Linked DNA regions of Sus scrofa: region 1 is linked to region 2. A link is a contact called in public Hi-C data. All regions are on one chromosome and are shown on one strand. The core of a region is the stretch at or near the end of the contact, and the rest is flanking DNA. Distances in the headings are between cores, read along the strand shown. Region 1 overlaps RNF150 (RING finger protein 150). Region 2 overlaps RNF150 (RING finger protein 150).

Region 1 (4,182 bases), core at 637-3,136, 150 kb before region 2:
GTATGTGATAGGACTTTCTGCAGAATATTGTGCTAGGCACTGGGGTCCAAAGATGAATCAGACATGCCTCCTGCTGGTGATGTGTTTTAAATACTGAATTGGCAGGCTGATGGGAACATGCACCTCCATACTGTGTAGAACCTGAAAGCTCGGGCTGGGGGTAAAGCAGATTTCCTTTTTAATCTTGGCTGACTATTTTGAAATAACCCCTTAACCTCTCCGAGCCTTAGTTTCTTCATTTATAAAATGAGGATAATAATAGTACCCAATTGAACTTCTCATTAACAGTGTTCATCCAACATGATGGCTCTCCATCTTTCAGGCATAGGGGAAGATTACAAGCTGTCCTGGTGGTAGCTATGGCAATGTGACTAATCCTGGCCAAAAAACTATGAAGAGAAATAACAGATTTCATTTCAGGCGAAGGTACTTAATTACTGACCTGTCAATTAACAATGTTCAAGATGGAGATGGCGTTGTCAGCCGTCATGAGCAGACGTTCCTTGCTGATTCACACGTGATCGTAAAACATAAGGTGTCCTTACTGTATTAAGCCACTAAGAGTGGGGAAATTTTCTTGGTTGTTGTTGCTGCAGCAAAAGTAGTCTATCCTGACTAGTAAATACCTTATGGGGTTGTTGTAAGGATGAAATACTTGTTTATAAAGTACTTAGTTAGTGCTCAGTGGATAATAGTGACATTGACCTATTTTCGTGATGCTAGTACAACAGGCAAAGGGACACATCATAAACAGATACAAGTAAAAGTGCCATAGACTTCAAGGAGAGGAGCAGTTCCTTTGTGGGGAGGTTGGGAAACTAGGATGGGAAGGACCTGCAAGTGTGGAGACTGGAGGAAAGAAATCCAAGGAGAAGGAATTTCCATGAGAAAAAGAAACCATAATAGTGTCACTGGTATGAGAAACTCAGCTGGATTGAAAGCTAGACTATTTCAGAAACAGGAGCAGGAAATACAGTTGAAAAAAAAAATGGCTCCAAATCAGTGTTCTGAAAGCGCCTAGATGGGCGGAGCAGAAGGCGGTATGAAGCGAGGAACATAATCATAGACCCGAGCCAGACTTTCCCTCACTCCTTGCGATGATCGACTTTTCATCAAGTTCCTTCCTTCAGAGCCGTCTCCTCTTGCTCCATCTCTTGTATAGAAAGACCTTGCAGTGGTGACCGTGCAGTGCTGTGGGGCTGGTGAAGGAGACGCCAGCCTTTCCCCACCATAAACTCAACCTAACCAGCCCAGCACCTCTCGGTGGGAGGTGATCCCCCGCTCCTGGGCTTGGTCTGAAATGTTTGGAGCAATTTTGAGAAACTGCGTGTCTCTGATGTCCCCTATTTAGGTTATGTAAACATCATTTTTTTTTTTTTAAAGTAGAAAGAAGAAAAGTAAAGGGAAAAAAGAGCTGTCACACAGAACCAGTACTAACTACATCATTGCTGTTATAAACACAGTTTGTTTTGGCAAGCTGATACGCTATGCTGGCCGTTTTACCTGATGGAAGGAGGGGAAAAAAGAACGCAATAAAGTAAATTATTGTTCACCTCACTAGCACAAACACTGCCCTTCTGTGAAAGAGCCGGGTCTGTTTGCAGGCCCACGATAACAAGCTGGAATCACTGTGGGGAAAGCAAATTTCTTAAAGCTGGGATAGATTTGACCTGGATTACTTAGGGTTCTTAGACAGTTGGATCACAGTAAGGTGGGGGTTTCCGAGGCAGACTTTTAGCCAAAACCACAGCCCCAGAGAGATGAGCAAAGGGCAGAGCACTCACTGGGGCTGAGGTGTCAAATCCATAGCAGAGGTAGCTGTGTCTTGGAAAGGGTGCTGGCCCAGAAGTCAGAAAACCTAGCTGCGCTTTGGGCCCTGTGACCCCGAGTTAAGGTTTTCTCTTAGTTAAATAAAGGAGTGTTAACGGCCCCTGCCCTATCTGTAGTAGAGGCTGTTGGGAGATGAAAATTAGACATTACACATAAAGGAGCTTTGTTAACAGTTGAGTGCTTTTCAAAGTATTATAATAAATAGCCACTTATTTCACCCAGTAGTCCATAGGATTGGGGTTAAATAGCATTAAAGAAAAACCAACACCACTTGAAGAACGAAGGAGCTGCCTCAGATCCTCTGGCTACTAAACTCTGATTTTTTAGTGGCTAGAAGAAACTGATCCTTTGAGAATGCAAGTTTCGAGGGAACTGCAGAATCTTCTTATAACCTGTCTCATTCCTTCGGGTTCTGGTGGAGGGAATCTCTGTGCTTAAAACTTGACCCTGGTCTAATTATACTGTTGGGCTGTGGCAGCAAAGCTGGTTGGCTTTTGTCCCAAGTGTCTAGTTGATGACTATAACTGGGGATCAGGACATTTGAAGTCAGAATGCCATATTTAACAAGGTTATTACAGTTCAAGACTTCTTTCCTAAGGTGGCATTTGCTCTGTTGCAAATACAACAGAAGAGAACACATCATACATCATTGACCAATGCTGCCATCGCCTTTCATCTTTCCTTCCTTTAATCTCTATATTAAGAGATAGCTAATTTTTGGCAGTTGATCCACCAAAATCCAAAGAAATCAAAGAAAAATGATTAGAAAGCACCATCAGCAAACTCTGAACTTACATTTTATGTATATTTGACTAATGTAAAAAGTTAACTTTTTTTTTTTTTTAAGTCCACAGCATTGGGTTTTTTCTTTTTCTTTTTTTTCTTTTTTTTTTTTTTTTTTTTTTTGGTACTGTGAAATTTTCTTACTTTCTTTTATTTTATTTTTTAGGGCTGTTCCCTCAGCATATGGCTATTCCCAGGCTAGGGGTCAAACTGGCACTACAGTTGCTGGCCTACACCACAGCCACAGCAACAGGATTTCTGAGCCGTGTCTGCGACCTACACCACACCTCATGGCAACACCAGATCCTCAACCCACTGAGAGAGACCAGGCATCGAACCTGCAATCTCATGGATACTAGTCAGGTTCGTTACTCCTAAGCCACAATGGGAACTCCCTCTTTCATTATTTTAAATGAAGGTTTAACACACAGTAACATGCATAAACCCTTAGCTGGCTGATTTCTTAAGGATGCATATATTTATGTGCACACTACCCAGATGAATATGCACATTGTTTCTCGCACCCCAGAGAGCTCTCTCCAACTCTGGACCAGGCAGCACCAACCTCTTGCCATGAATCCATCGTTACGACTGCTGTCACCACAGATTAGCTTTGCTTGTGACTGATTTTCATATAAATGGAATCATAAAGTATCTATTCTGTTTGTGCAGCTTCTTTGGTTCAATGTAATGTTTTCAGATTCATCTATGCTTTGATGTATATGGATTACTTGTTTCTTTTCATTGCTGACTGGTATTCCACTGTATGAATGTATCCCAACTGATAGATTTTTCTATTGTTAGACATGGGGGTTATTTTCATTTTTTGGCTATTACAAAGGAATGTGCTATGATGACCCTTCTTGTACAAGTTTTTCTGTGAATGTATGCATTCATTTTCCTTGGGTGTATATCCAAGAGTGAAATTGCTGGGTTAGAAGATGCTTAACTTCAGTAGAAGCTGACAAGTTTCCAAAGTAGTTGTGCCCTTTTAAACTCCCACCACACCATAGAACTTTTAATTTGGCAGAGTATGTAAAATTATATTCCTGAAAGAATGAGTTTTTTAAATAATGCTTTTCATCAATAATGACTATTGAGTGGGAAGTTTACACCAACTTAAATTTGAAAAATGTAGTTAATGGCTCAGCTGTTGTATTTATTTATGGTAAAGAAAGATTAAAGAAAAGGAGAGAAAAATAAAAATTCATAAATTGTATAACTTTTTTTCTATTAACCCCAAAGCATCATAAAAACAAAAAATACTTATGTGAAAAAAACACCCTTTACCAAAATAAGAACACAAAATGTTAAAAATAGTTAACATCAGAGTTCCCATCATGGCTCAGTGGTTAACGAATCCAACTAGGAACCATGAGGTTGCAGGTTTGATCCCTGGCCTTGTTCAGTGGGTTAACGATTCAGCATCGCCCTGAGCTGTGGTGTAGGTTGCAGACGTGGCTCGGATCCCGCGTTGCTGCGGCTCTGGCATAGGCCGGTGGTTACAGCTCCGATTTGACCCCTCGCCTGGGAACCTCCAAGTGCTGCAGGAGCAGCCCTAGAAAAAGG
Region 2 (4,238 bases), core at 29-2,528:
ATACTGCTTCCCACAAGGTATCATTAAACACCTGAGGTGCCCCGGTGGGGGCAGAGGGAGGGGGTGTCCTGGTTTCAGGTCCACCAGCTCTTCCTTCTTGTCCCCTGAGCCTCTGTCACTGATTCATTCACTTCTCCCATCTCAGATTTTTCAGAATGAAGATTCCAACGACACACACTCTTCATCTCACTGCCCCTCCGGTTTGGAGATGAAGGCACAGAGCCTTTCTTCCAGGCTCCACCCACTGGACTTATGTTGCTCCAGTGCTTCTGGATCTCCTTTGCTTGTCCACAAGAGAGAAAAGTGCTGGAGACCCTTCTGTAGAGACCCTTCTGTAGTGTAAACACACAGCCCTCTGCCTCTGATAAAATGTAAACGCCTCTGCACAATTGAGGGAACGTATTAGAGAGCTTCCTGGCTTTAGTTCAGGAAACTCTAGCCTCTGGGTTGGGAAGACTCTCCTTAACCTAGAAGCCCTTCTCTGCGAGCTTCTATTACCAAACATCTTGGCAGCGGCAACTATCCGCCTGTTCCATAACCGCCGGGAACAGGGGACATCATGCAGGGGCAGAAGGCTTGACACTGAGGGCATTTTTATAGTGCAGAGGGAAAACCACAGTGGATCAGTCGGGTAGTATCTAAGACCTCGGCTTTTAAATCTATGGTGACCTTTCACACGGGCGCACATGGATATGTAACGAAACACAGGTTTTGCTGAAACAACAGTTACCCATATTATGTGCAATAAATTGTAATGTTTCCTCTTCTGTTTCATTCTTAAGAGTGTTGATAACCCCCAAATTTACTATTTTTTAAATTATAGTTAGAAAAACTATATAAAAGGTTAATAAGACAAGAGGATATATTATTAAATTGATCTATTTATAGGACATCTCAGAAACCTGAGTGTGGAAGTTTTAGGTACCAAGTTCTTTTAGGTACTAGGTACTAGCCATCTTAGGTACTAGGATGATTCCCTTTACACAAAATTCCAAACACAAAGATTTAGGAACATCGGCTTAACTTCTACTAAAGGATAAGGCAGGAAGACTGCAGGGTGTAAAAGGAGTGTTTTACTTCGATTTTGAATAAACCCATAGTAACTGAACAAGGTTACACTGCAACAGGGAAATACTTTTGACAGAGGCAGTGTGTTCTGATCAGGGATTGTAAAGGGAAGCAAGAGGCGATGAGGTTTGGGGGCAGAGCAGGAAAGGCATGAAGGTCAAGTTTTCTTGGATGTGCACCTCGCCTAATTGGCTCACGTCTGAATCCCGAGGAGGATGTTGGCAGCTGCCACTCAGAGCACAAGAGAAACAGAGCCTTCTGAAATTCAGCTCAGAGGTCACCAGTGCAGATCCAAAAAAGGATTGCTCATCTTTATTACATGGGTTCTAAGCATAAGCACAGGAGCCATCTTCTCAACTGTTCACACCAACACCCTCCCCCAGGAAAATTCTCAGGGCAAGAAACCTTTGTCTTCTCTCTGTTCTGAATCATCTCCAATAAAGCTAATGGCAGTCAGGGATGAGTAGCAACTTGGAAGCAGAAGAGCTATGAAATGTTTCCATTCTTAAAGTTGGGGGGAGTGGAGTTAGAAGACTACAAGGTTCCAATGACTAGGTTTGACTGCTAGAGCCCTTTATCCATCACCAGCGGTACATCCAATCTTGTGCAAAACATTGCTTCCCCCTCTTGGAAACCTTCAACAAATGATACTCTGCATAATAACAAGACAATGACTTATGATTCCATTCAATGTCCCCAATCCAAATTGGCTGCAGATACGAGAGAGCCCAGATTGTCAACCTCTATTTGAAAAAAAAAAAAAAAAAAAGCAAGCAAGCAATGGTTGCTGAAATGCCAGTATTCACAATAGCATTAAGAATAATCATTCAAATAATGAAAATTCTGGAGTTCCCATCGTGGCTCGGGGGAAACGATTCTGACTAGCATCCATGAGGACGCAGGTTCGATACCTGGCCTTGTTCAGTGGGTTAAGGATCCAGCGTTGCTATGGCTATGGCGTAGGCCCGCGGCTACAGCTCCAATTGGACCCCTAGCCTGGGAAGCTCCATATGCCACAGGTGTGGCCCTAAAAAGACAAAAAAAAAATTGAAAATTCTATAAGTACAAGTTTATACCTTTGTGAGTTTGGGAAGGATGTCTAAGTTGAAATCATTCTAGTAGGGCCTAAACAGAAACTTGGGCATTTCCAGCACCATCATGTTAGTGCAAGTTCTTGCGCCTGATGAACACCAAGGCCAAACAAGCCACGAAACAGAGTCTGGAGCTGAGAAAGGTTTACTGTAGGGCCATGCAAGAAGACCGGTGGCTCATGCCCCAGAAAAGCCCGAACTCCCCGAACCCAAAAGTGTAAAGCCTTTAAAAGCCAAATGAGGGAGGGGGTTGCAAGGTATGTGATTGGCTTGTGCAGAGTGCTGTAACTGGTTAATGGTGAGGTAACAGGGTGGTGTGACGGGGGGTGACATGACCAGTTCTTAGGCTCCAGTAGGTCTGGGGCTACCCACTCATGGTCATCAAGTAGTTAATGTCTTCTATCGGGTGGTGGTTTAGCCTCTATAAAATGACTCAGGAAATGTGCATCAGATACTATTTTCTAGGTACTTCAGGGAGGAGTTATAGCAGAGGATATGGGAGAAGGGCCTGCCCTGGGAAGACCCCATAAGGTCTTGCTTGGTTGTAATAATAGGGATCTCTCTCTCCCTTTCTCCCCCTCTCTTTCTCTCTCTCTCTCTCACACACACCCACCCACACACCCACACCCTTACCCCTATACCTCTATATATTCCAATTGCAGTCTCCAGGCCTTATTTACCCCATCATGATTTGACATCCAAATAACTACTATGATGTCTATGCACTGTTCTCATTTATAACCCCAACCCTGTATGGCTATGGTTTAGAAGTTAAATTTCCAGTCTTCCGAATTCTATATATTCTATACAACCCAACCATTACAAATTTCTTTCCAGAGACTTAAAGACCAAGATTAGAAATGGCAGTACCAAATTCATACCCATACATGGGAAAAGGCATCTGAGAATGGTTTTTGAAAATTAAAGGATTTCTCCAATTGGCCAATTTGCCCATTATTTTTTTCCTTGGCTGACTCCAGAGAAAACTCCCAAATAAAAGGCCAGAATGTTAACTGGATAGGACTTTTGACATTATTTAGTCCACATATATCATGAAACAGCAAATCCAACAGCCTCAAGCTCTTGACCACTCAGCAACATCTACCTCTTTACTGAAATTCTCTCAAACCTAGGTTTCCATAATTTTAGTTATTTCGGCTTTCTTCTAACCAAAAGGTTCCTTTCTACTACCAATCCCCAGAATGCCGCCCCACCTGTCCTCTGGTCTGTACCCTCCCCGTACACCTCCTCCAGTGTTGGTTCCATCCTTCCTCACAGTTTCAACCCTCAGGACTACAATATTGGCACAAACATCTCTGTGTCCAGCCTCAAACACAACATGCCCAACACTGTACCTTCAAAATTAACAGTCTCTAAAACCAATGTCTCCTATATATACACTTCATTATAGCCAGGACAATGACTTTCTCAAATAGAGCTCTGACAACGTTTGCTTAAGAACTTTTGATATCTGCTTGAAAACCTTTAATGGTTTCCTATCTCCTACAGGAAAATGTCCAACCTCCTTAGCATCCTTTCCACCTCAAACTATTTCTTGGTTTCATATCACCATACGCTCCATGTGCTTGTGACTCCAGCCCAGTCACCTTCTCTCAACAATCCAATACATGGTTTCCTTTGCTTAAAGCACTCCCATCTTCTACTTTCCTCACAACTCTGATTACTTTTAAAATGTCGCCTCCTCCAAAGCCTTCTTCAAATCCCCAGGCCCTCTTAATCACTCCTGAGTGTTCCTACAGTACTCTGTTCACACTAACAATTACCACACAGGGGCCATACCTGTCTTATCTGTTAGACAGTAACCTGCTAAGAAGTGGTATCTTGCTCTTTGTATAGCTGGGATTTAATACACCTGCACAAAACAGGTGCTCAATTAACAGCTGCTAAGTAAATATGTAAGAACTTTTGTATTAGCGAGTGAGAAGATGTGGATGTCAGTCCTTCCTTGGCTAGGACTCAAACTCTAAGCTTCATTTGTAGGCTGAGATAGGAGTATCTTTTCTATCTAGGAAGTACTACTACAAGAATAAATGAAATCAAGTAGAGGAAAGTACTATG

The links. A called contact is a pair of places that touch in the nucleus more often than the background predicts.
Region 1: a Hi-C map of skeletal muscle shows a contact between it and region 2, with 5 times the contacts expected there. The contact joins two enhancer-like sites. A contact is called at or near these places in 2 of 47 Hi-C or Micro-C datasets (embryonic fibroblasts and skeletal muscle) and 1 of 2 datasets of contacts at active chromatin or transcription factors (skeletal muscle).

What each region holds. Positions count from the first base shown.
Region 1 is chr8:86,258,880-86,263,061 of Sscrofa11.1, reverse strand. The region is part of intron 5 of RNF150 (RING finger protein 150); the gene reads right to left. Among named protein-coding and RNA genes, the nearest start is that of TBC1D9, 140 kb to the left of the region's middle. Within about 2 kb of position 1,886, at least 10 of the 83 cell types and tissues checked have an H3K27ac peak or open chromatin away from gene starts, as enhancers often do. A contact at or near this core is called in skeletal muscle, where this site is marked.
Region 2 is chr8:86,108,196-86,112,433 of Sscrofa11.1, reverse strand. The region is part of intron 1 of RNF150 (RING finger protein 150); the gene reads right to left. Among named protein-coding and RNA genes, the nearest start is that of RNF150, 22 kb to the right of the region's middle. Within about 2 kb of position 1,278, at least 8 of the 83 cell types and tissues checked have an H3K27ac peak or open chromatin away from gene starts, as enhancers often do. A contact at or near this core is called in skeletal muscle, where this site is marked.